Linked DNA regions of Macaca mulatta: region 1 is linked to region 2. Evidence: chromatin contacts called from public Hi-C data. All regions are on one chromosome and are shown on one strand. The core of a region is the stretch at or near the end of the contact, and the rest is flanking DNA. Distances in the headings are between cores, read along the strand shown. Region 1 holds the start of PHKB (phosphorylase kinase regulatory subunit beta). Region 2 holds the start of NETO2 (neuropilin and tolloid like 2).

Evidence for each region. A called contact is a pair of places that touch in the nucleus more often than the background predicts.
Region 1: a contact with region 2 is called in a Hi-C map of fetal cortex germinal zone, with 5 times the contacts expected there. The contact joins the promoter of PHKB here to the promoter of NETO2 in region 2. A contact is called at or near these places in 3 of 14 Hi-C or Micro-C datasets (cortical neurons, fetal cortex germinal zone and fetal cortical plate).

What each region holds. Positions count from the first base shown.
Region 1 is chr20:42,887,876-42,892,774 of T2T-MMU8v2.0, forward strand. It overlaps PHKB (phosphorylase kinase regulatory subunit beta), which reads left to right and starts at 3,513. Exons shown (of 32, transcript NM_001261044.1): 1 at 3,513-3,604. ITFG1 (integrin alpha FG-GAP repeat containing 1) reads right to left here and starts at 3,230. Exons shown (of 16, transcript XM_077987196.1): 1 at 3,012-3,230; 2 at 1,278-1,350. The coding sequence starts at 3,219.
Region 2 is chr20:42,584,706-42,589,935 of T2T-MMU8v2.0, forward strand. NETO2 (neuropilin and tolloid like 2) reads right to left here and starts at 1,642. Exons shown (of 9, transcript NM_001266059.1): 1 at 1,591-1,642. The coding sequence starts at 1,624. LOC106995002 reads left to right here and starts at 1,902. Exons shown (of 4, transcript XM_077987197.1): 1 at 1,902-2,499. The coding sequence starts at 2,030. The coding sequence ends at 2,416.

The DNA.
Region 1 (4,899 bases), core at 2,263-4,762, 310 kb after region 2:
TCAGTTTCTTCCCCACTCCAAGCATGCTGACATTCACTACCCAGGAACACTTTTCAAGGGAAATAAGTTCCTGTTTATCCATTTATAACTTTCCCCTCAAAGTTCTTGTTCAAGGCCATTTTTTTTTAACATGAGTTTGAGTTTACTTAAAATACTGTAGAGTCTGAGAACTAATTAGTCCACACAGGGACTTTTTAAAAACAGTTTCCTAAGTAGTCTTGTAATCTTCTATAAACCAATTCATTCTGGACCTAGTTTACAAGGAAATCAATTTAAAATACTGTTTTCATCATCTCTCCTTTGCACAAGGACCTGATGATTCCCCTCTTCTAATGGGACTGCGTTCAAAGTCTTTTTGATATTTCTGAAGGCTACCAGTCTCATGAAAGCTTCTTATCTCATGTTCTTAGTCCTTAACTCCCTGAAGTGTACCTTCCACTTTTGTCAGGCAGATCTTTCTACCTCCTATTCACAACATGCTGTTGTTACTTTTATCTCTTATAAATGCTCTGTCCCCAAAGTTAAAAGTCTTCATCTAACTTTTTACTTATACTGAGGTCAAGCTCAAGTTCCACGACTCTGGAAGCTGCCCCTTTGGCCTGCACTGACCCATCTCTTCTTGCTTGAATTCACACTATCACAAATGCTTGCTCCAAATGTAGTTTGTAGTTTCAAATGAATGTAGTTTCAAAACTGTGTTGGGTCACTATCATGGAGGTAGAGGTGTGGGAGTGGTCACTGTTTCATGCAATGCCAACCACAGAAAAGAAAAATAACTATTACTTGAACATTTAAAAGATTCAGATAACCAAATTTGAATTCTTTCCAAGTCAACCTTAAAAACTCACCATCTATCAGTCAATTAAACAAAAAAAATTAGAACACTGACTTTTTCCCCACTGCAAAATAGGCCACTCTTCCACAAAACACAACACATGGCTAACACAATGAGACTACTGTGAGTAACTGCTCCCTCAAGATGAGGCACAGAACGAGACACATTCAAGAAGGGGTATGAGATTGCAAGGAAATAAAGGGTGTTTATATAGAAACAAACCTGGATCCACTTAAATTTATTTCTTTAAAGTCATTTTTAAACTTTGGTATTTTCACTATTTTTCCAAAAAAATCACTTCCTACTCATATCTCACAACTAGTGGTTTTGCATCCCAACATTACAGGTAAGGCTGACTTTAAAGACAATCCAATCAGCTACGGCATATCCATTATTACATTAATGACTAATGTTTTTTCAAAATAATCATATTTGTACTTACTTGAAAGATACCTTTACTTTAGGTTTAAAATAGGGTGCATTCTGGTCTGCCAAAAAGACGATTAAGTCGTTTCCTAAAGGAAACAAATATATGATATTAGAAAAATGTTTCTTGGTAAGATACCCCATCAGTGGTTACAAGAAGGTTTCTGGGCACTGTTTTCAACAAGAAAACTTTTATTCTACTCCAGTTCATCTGCCCTCTCAAGGATAGTTCCACTAGGCCAATGGAGAGGCCTAACATTATATCACAAGTTCAATGTTCAAAGTAGCAGAGGAATAGAAAGGATGAACATGGGAAAAAGCAGCTGATCAAGAGAAACTGAAGCCAGTGGATTCTGCAAGGAGTCAGATTGGTTGACTTAAAAGAACCATATAAAGAAGATGCCTTATAACTATACTACATGTCAAGACTTGTCTTCCCCGAATCTAGCAATGCTGCCTCTTGTAACGCTGTTTGGTTCATTACACAGATGCATCACACCAAAGATGCAGGGACTCCCACTGTAGATATCTGACAAGGACATAATTAAGCATGTGAGCATAAAACGCTGAATCCTCCAAGACCCTTCTCCTATTGGGCCATCCTCTAGAGGCTGACACATTCTTGGAGCTCAATTAGCACTCATTGAGACAGACTTTTGGAATTGTTTAATCAAACACAGGCCATCTTTAAAGTCAATGCTACTCTCTGTATCCAGTTTGGACAGAGTGGCAACAAGTTTTTGGCAGTACATTGCAAAATGAGGAGTCAAAAAGATTGGGAAAATATTCAGGGTCCGTAAGAGGCTCCTGCATCCTGGCAAGGGCCCCAAGAAGTCTGGTTTAGGATCCTGTCAGACAAGCTCTGAGTAGCTCTTCCTTCCTTCCTTCGTGGCATTGATCTTTAAGCAGCACCTACTTCTGTAGGTACTCAAGAACGCTAAGACCCCCTAATGCCCACTGTCAGCATTAAGATTTATAAAAAAGTTAGTTTAATGATGGTCAAAGGAAATAATTTCCAAGAACAAGTTAGCAAAGAAAGTAGAGATTTGGAACACTAAAGTGATGACCAAGGTGAGGAAAGTGTACACGAAAGAACAGGCAGCTCAAGAGAGAAATTTCTGTAGTTTGAGACTGCTTTCCCAAGGAGGCATTGGTTTTATCAGTGGTCCCTGCAAAATGCTTGTGTGAGCTGTTGAGTGTTTACGCCCTTGGAAGGGTACATTTGCTTCAAAGAAAGCTGTGGCCTTGACAAAGGGGGGGCGGGGGGCGAATTAGGTAGGTGGGGAGGCAAGGAGAAGCCCCCTATGAGAAGACATTGTCAAGCTGCACCTTTTCCTGTTCATCAACGGGGAAGGAAGACTGAAGCAAAATAGAATGGAATGAGAGGGCCTTAGGAGCGAACGTTGAGGCAAGCTACAAAGATTCCTAAGAATCAGGAAGCACTTTGGAAGGCAGGTGATTCCATAGGGAGGAGGGGGAAGGGTGACTGGGAGAAGGCTGCAGACTTCTTAGGCAAAAAACTGGGGTGCTGTCAGGGGGTAGGTCAAACTGTAGGGTGGCTGGGTCAGAACTTGGGGTTGGAAAGGGTGGTGCAAAAGGGCAAACTGTCAATAATGCTAAAGGGAAGGCCACAGGGCTGGGAGAGAAAGGCCAGGAAATGCTAAAAGACCGGCCACTGGGCAATGGGTTTAGGGAACACCGGGAGGGGCACACGGACAGCGAACAGAGGGAGGGCCCGGCAAGCACTGACTTTCCCGCAGCACGAAGAGGTCCGTCTGCTTGTCGGAGTTGAGGTCCCCGAAAGCCGCAAGGGTGCCCCAGGCCTCGGCCCCAAAGAGCTCGGCCGTGACGTTGTGCAGCGCCCGCGCTGGGACCGGCCCGACTCCCAGTAGTGCAAGCCCCGTGAGGAGAGGCGACAGGAGCGTCCAGGAGCTCGGCAGCCGGCCCGCCGCCGCCATGGCAGCCCCTCGGCCCCCGCCCGCCGGCCCAGCGCCGCGCTTGACGGCAGCCGTAAAGCACCGCGTTACCGGCCGAGAGAGTGACTAGCAGCCCCGGGACGCGTAAGAGCCGCTGCCGGATCCTTTTTCTCTCTCCCACTAGGGCTGCCCTTCCGACGCTAAAAAGACAGTGGAGCTAGGGTGAAAGCCGCCCTCACGCTCACTTCCGGCAGGCGCGCCTCCCGACAGTGTCGTGCGGGGGGCGTGGCCGAGCGGGCATTGCTGACAGGCGGCCCCGGGGGCGGTGGCCAAGGCGGCGGCTGGAGCGCGATGGCGGGGGCGGCGGGGCTCACGGCCGAAGTGAGCTGGAAGGTCTTGGAGCGAAGAGCTCGGACCAAGCGCTCAGGTTTGGCTGGCTGGGGCGCCGCCCCCCTCCCCGAGTACCTGGGGTGGTGCTTCATCCTCAAGCACCTTGGTGGGAGGCAGGCGGGGGCCCTGGGAATGAACCTGTGCCCCGAGTTCTCCCTTAGAAACAGTTGGCGGCCCTGACCTTGCTTCTGATATCTTCATCCACCTCTAAAAATTAGGTGGTGGTGCCTACTCCATTGTGTGTGTGCCCCCGACTCTATTCAACTTATGATCCCCACTCGGAAAGTAGGCAGCGGTCCGGACTTCCCTTAGAGTCTTCTAACTTAAAAATCTGGCGGCGGCACATTCCTGGGAAAGGGAATGTGTCCTCCCTGTGAATGTTCTCCCCAAAAGTCAGATAGCTTAATCAGATCAAGTCAGATGTAACTACGATCGGGCTGCAGAAAGCCGGCGTCTGCTCCTTGCCTTATGTCTTATATCCCTTTTACATTCCCACAGGTTCTAAGCAGTAGACCTGTCATCTGTCTAGCAGAAATTGAAGGAGACTGGGCCTCAGATCTTGAAGTGCATAGTTAGGGCTCAGAAGGAAAAGGGGCTCCTTAAGTGGTTCCAGGTTGTGTGGTTACCAAGCCAGAAAGCGTAGAGGTCAGAAGGTGCCTTGCAGGCAGTTTTAACAGTTTCAAGTGTCCCGAACTGACTTGTTCAAACTGCAAGTCATGACTTGTGGCATTATCAGCACTTGTGGCTGATGACTCCTAAAAGCTGGGATTAAAACTTCCCGTATTCCTGGCTGGCTGGATATAATCTTGAGCAAAAAGCATGTACTTAAACAGGAAAGGTGGAAGGCAGAATACAGGTTTTCAACTAAGGAGCTTCCCTTTTAAAGAACTGCATCATTGGGGGGGCGGTAGTGTGAAAGGCCTTAGCTAGGAAAATTAACTTTGCACTTGCATTGATATTAAGAAATTATTTTCGGCCGGATGCGGTGGCTCATGCCTGTAGTCCCAGCACTTTGGGAGGCCGAGGTGGGCGGATCACCTCAGGTCAGGAGTTCGAGACCAGCCTGGCCAATCTGGTAAAACCCCATCTCTACTAAAAATACAAAGCTTAGCTGGGCGTGGTGGCGGGCACCTGTAACCCCAACTACTCGGGAGTCTGAGGCAGGAGAATTGCTTGAACCTGGGAGGCAGAGGCTGCAGTGAGTGGAGGTCACACCACTGCACTCCAGCCTGGGTGACAGAGGGAGACTCCGTTTCAAAAAAAAAAAAAAAGGAAAAAAAGAAATTATTTTCTCAGCTAATATGTCCTCCTTATGTTTTGGGCTTTTCCCAT
Region 2 (5,230 bases), core at 392-2,891:
ACGCTTCACCACGACGGCCACAGAGGGCAGTGTGCACCCACGGCAAAGGCGAAGGCAGAAACGGTGCAAATCTCTTCACCATTGGAGGAGGCTCTACCAGCCTCTACCCTATCCAGCTCGATTTTAGCAAGTTCTGCAGGTAAAGTGGTGTGACAGATCTACGCGATTTCATCCGGGGGCTGCTCTCGGATGCACGGTCAGTAACATGCTGACAACCTTACCGTAGTGAGAGCGCAATCCGACAACGGCAGAAAATTCAGATAAGCAGCACGATCAGAAATCCTAGCGTGCATACGATTTATCACGAAAGAGTAAAACAAAACATTCCTTTTTCAGGAATTAAATTACTGAATCTCAATTACGAATTCAGGAATAAGTGGAGAGTAGACAATGTGTCCGATTAAAATCAAAAGCAAAATTATACTGAACTTTCTAATAAAACAAATTTGAAAAAAGTGTTGTTAGGGAGCAGGAAAAACACCATGATCTGTCACTCTACAGATATTAAGATACAGTGCTGAGTTACACATGCCACCGTCAATAACGCCTCAGCTGTACTCTCCATAGTTTTAAAAAAGAACATGTCAAAAAAGAACATTACAAACATGTCAACTTTCAATTTAAATCAGCAGGGGGGAAAAGGGAAGTCCTTTACTGTGTGGTGGTGCTGTTTTCCCTCTGAAAATTGAAAAGACGATTTATTCAGTCCGAGTTTCAGGAGCAACTTTGTATCCCATCCCTAATTATCTATGTATATAAATTTTCATCTAAATTACCGCCTCCTGGAAAATGCAAAGCGGGTGGAGTGTGTTTTAGAGCTCTGTGCTCTTGGCAAGCCAACTGTTTTAATTCCCGGTACAACAAATTAATAAGAACCGAACACTAGCGGCGGGGAATTCTGAGACCTCTGGGGAACGCGAGGAGCACGGTTCCGGGGAGCGCCGTGTCCCGGGAAGCGCCCGGGCTCAGCCGGAGCAGCAGCGCTCCCCGGGGGCCTGGCCGAGCCGGGTCCGCGGCGCCCGCGCGCCGCCCCCGGAGCCCGCAGTGGTGCCGCAGCCTCCGCGGCCGCAGCAAGTGGGACCCGGCCGGCCCGGCAGGCCCCGTTCCCCGCCGCGAGGTGCAGGCGCCGCGGAGCTCTTCGAAAACGGCTGCACGACGTCACGGCCGCGGCTTTTATTGTTCGCGTGGAATTACTTCTTGCCATCACATCTGGAGAAAGAGAGGCCTTCGCTCCACGACAGGAATCTCACAACTTTGCAAACGGATGCGCGGAATTCTACCGAAGCGGCGCCAGGGCGCCGCTCGGAGGGCCCCCCTGGGCCCATGGGCCTCCTGGCCGCCTTCCCGACCCGATCCCCCTTCCCACTCGCGCCCGCGAACGTCGGCCGGACTCGCAAGGGTCGGAGGCGGCGCGCCCGGAGAGCCGGTGGAGCCGGGCAGGGCGCGCGCCCCGCGGTCCGCTCAGAGTAGCCGCGAGCACCGCCAGACAAAGAGGCGCGTCGGGTCCCGGGCGCGGGTAAGGGACGCAGGGCGGCGCGCTAGCCTCGGCCCGCAGGGGGCGCCGTCCGCGGCCCCAGCGCTGGTCCTTACCTTTGAGGACCGAGCAGAGCCGCTCCAGGGCCATGTTCCCGAGCTGCCCGGCGCTTCGCGAGGGGCTGAGGTGGCGGCGGTGGCGGCGGCGCGGCGCTCACGGCCCGGCGCGGCGGCGGTGGCCCCGCTCTGTCCCCATCGCCGGCCAGCAGCTGCCTCCCCGCGGGGTAGGGCTCAGGTCCTGCGGCCCGCCATGCCCGAGCCCCCCGGTGGGCTCCCGCGCGGCCCGAGCCCCCCGACGGGCGCCGCCTCCTGCTCCGCGTCGCCCCGTCCCATCGACCGCCCGAGGGCCGAGGGGTGAGGGCGCGCGGCGCGGGACTGGCTGGCAGCTCCGCCCGCGGCCCCGGTGCAGGATCCACTGAAGTGGCGTGCGCGGGGCGCCCAGGCTCATTTAAGCAGGGAGCGCGAGCGCCGCGTGCCGGCCGCGCTGCCTGTGCGCATGTGCCCGACCTGCCCCGCCCCGCGCCTCGCGCGCCCGCCGCGGCCTCGCGCCCTGGGACGGCTTTGCTCCCCGCCGGCTGCAGTTAGGGCTGGGGGCCGGCGGGCTGCGGGGTCCGTCGGGGGGGGGGGCGCGGGGGCGCCTCCCGCCGTGGCTGCGCAGCGGCCTCCTCCGAGAGGCTGGGCGCCGGGGCAGTGCCCGGCCTGTGCCCAGCCGCCCGCGCAGGGCGCCCGGGGCAACTGGCCGAGCCCTCGAGGCCTCTCGCCTGACGGAGGCGCCCGGGAAGCGCCGCCCACCTCGGCCCCGCGCCCTCGCCGGCCTGCGCGGTATCCGCCAGCCCTCGCAGACAGAGGGGCGCCGGCCCCTGGTCCCCTAGACCTCCATTGAAGGTCAAAACTTTGCTCGACCCGGGGCAGGGAGGCGCGGACCTCGGCAGAGGGAGCCCGAGGCTTTCCGTGCTCTTCGCGCCGGTGAGTTCCCGACCCGCGGCGCTGCCGGCGTTTCCCCGGCGCCCGCCAGGTTGACGGACACTTTAGTACCAACTCCTGAGACTCCCCCTCATGAAGTAGGTTTTAGGGAATGGGAAAGTCGAGGCCAGAGAGGTGAAACCATTCGTCCAGAGCCACACAGCGAATGAGCGGCGGGGCTGTGCACCCTCCCCACGGGCTGCCCTCTTAGCAGCTAGCCACTACGCTGGGCGGCTTCGCCCGCTGATGGGAGTCTCCAGGTCTGCCAAGAACTGCCTGGCTCTTGGTGGTATTCTTGATCCTGCTTTATTTTCTCCATAGCGATTATTACACTGATATGACATTCCTTACTTATTTGTTCATCCTTTGTATTTCCTTCACCCCCACACCATTAAGATATCAGCTGCTTGCAGGCGGGGAGACTGCATTCTTTTTTTTCACTCTACACATATGTATTGGGTGTTAATTATGTGCAAAAGACAATGATTGGTGCTGGAGATACAACCGTGATCAAGGCCTTACCATAATAGACTGTTTATGCCTGTCTCTGTGTGTAGTAGGAACTCTGTAAATGTTTGTTTAACCAATTGTAGCGAAAGACAATGTCAGGCAGCCGAAACATTTTTCAAGTATTAAGCTCTTTTCTCTTACTTTGTATTCCTCCAAGAAAGACACAAAAGCATAAATCACGAGATTTACAAAGGAAAAACATATTTAACACCAATTAATACCCAGGTGTTTCTCCCTTTGCCGTGTGCTATGGATGGGGGTATAAAAGATGGGTAAGTTTGGGTTCCTAAAGGTAACCACCTACTACAGTTAAGATCGCGTGCAAGAATCAATTAGGAAATTAAACATTTAAGAACTTTTTCCCGTGGATATAAAAAGGTGGCTCACGCATGTAATCCCAGCACTTTGGGAGACCGAGGCAGGTGGGTCACCTGAGGTCAGGGGTTCGAGACCAGACTGGCCAACATGGCGAAACCCCGTCTTTACTAAAAATACAAAAATTAGCTGGGTGTGGTGGCATGTGCCTGTAGTCCCAGCTATTAGAGAGGCTGAGGCAGGAGAATCACTTGAACCCAGGAGGCGGAGGTTGCAGTGAGTTGAGATCACACCACTGCACTCCAGCCTGGGCAACAGCGAGACTCCATCTCAAATAATAATAATAATAATAAGGTAGCATATTAGTAGAATAGGACAGTAAGAAGACCATATTAAGTATAAGTCACAGACAACAGTGAACCGAAAAAATTTGAGAGGAAGGGGCTCTCAAATAAGGGGCTCTTAAATTAAGAACATAGTAGGTTCTTAATGTGAAGTTGTTGACTGAAGGAAAAATCTGTGTGTGATGTCATCAGAGAAGGCTTCCTGAAGGAGGTGACACACAAACCATGGAAATGCTTGGAGTGGCGAGAGGAGAGGAGGCAGAAGAAGAGCTCAGCAGGCAGGGAGCAGGGTGAGCCTAGAACATGGGGTGAGTGTTGTGTTTTGTATTAAAGATGAGGTTGGACATGGTGGGCTTTGATTATGGAGATAGGTGCTCAAATGCTAGTTAGGTGAATGATTACTTTTAATAGTGGAGTAATGGAGTTCTGGGAAGATTCTTTTGGCAGTTGAGGTTGTAATAAAAGGGGAGAGATTAGAGCAACCACAAGAATACCAAAAGTAGATCTATAATACTTCTACATTTACATTTACTTTAGAAGCTCTTACTTGTATTATTTTGATTAAACCTAAAAAGTCTTTTCCTTTAGAATGTTGGCTTGGAAGTAGATTCCAACTGGGAATGTTCATTTTGTGGCTCCCTTTTAAGACACCTACCTTTTAGATGTGCTGGTGGAATCGTCTGCAGTCGATTTTTCGAGGAATGTAGGAAAGCACAGATCAGAGCTGAGACTACTGTGTGGCCATATGTTAGCCAAATCAAAAGGGAAGCAGTTTTCATATCTCTCACTCGGGCGTTCTGTATTTGAATTATTATTTTCCTGGAAGATCACCCAGTGGCACCCAGTCTGTTCCCAGATTACCTGGCAGTTTCCGGGTGACTGAGGACTCGGCTTTCCTTGTGTCCTGCTGGTCTCCCAGGCATCCATTCAGGCCCTCCAGCTCCTCACAGTCATTCCTATAGCTTGAATTGGGTTTTCTCTAAGTCTCATGTAGTACTTGAATGGTATTGCATGGCATTTACTTGTTACTAGAATGGATCTTTTTTTTTTTTTTTTTTTTTTGAGATGGAGTCTCACTCTGTCACCAAGGCTGGAGTGCAATGGCTCCATCTCTGCTCACTGCAACCTCTGCCTCCCGGGTTCAAGCGATTCTCCTGCCTCAGCCTCTCAAGTAGCTGGGATTACAGGTGCCTGCCACTACACCTGGCTAATATTTTTCTTTGTATGTTTAGTAGAAATGGGGATTCACCATGTTGGTCAGGCTGGTCTCGAACTCCCAACCTCAGGTGATCTGCCTGCCTGGGCCTCCCAAAGTGCTGGGATTACAGGTGTGAGCCACCACACCCGGCTGATGAACCATTTTTTTAAAAGAAAGCATTGTATTGCCATTGTTGATACACTTAACAGATTTTTGTTGTGTCTCTGTTTTGCTGTTGTTTGGGAGTGTTAACATTTTATTACATTACAGCCGAGGAAAGCAGGTTGTTGCGTTTGGAGATTGTTACTGTCTGTGTCCCCTCCTAGTTCATATGTTGAAGCCCTAACCCGCAGTGAGGCTGTATTTG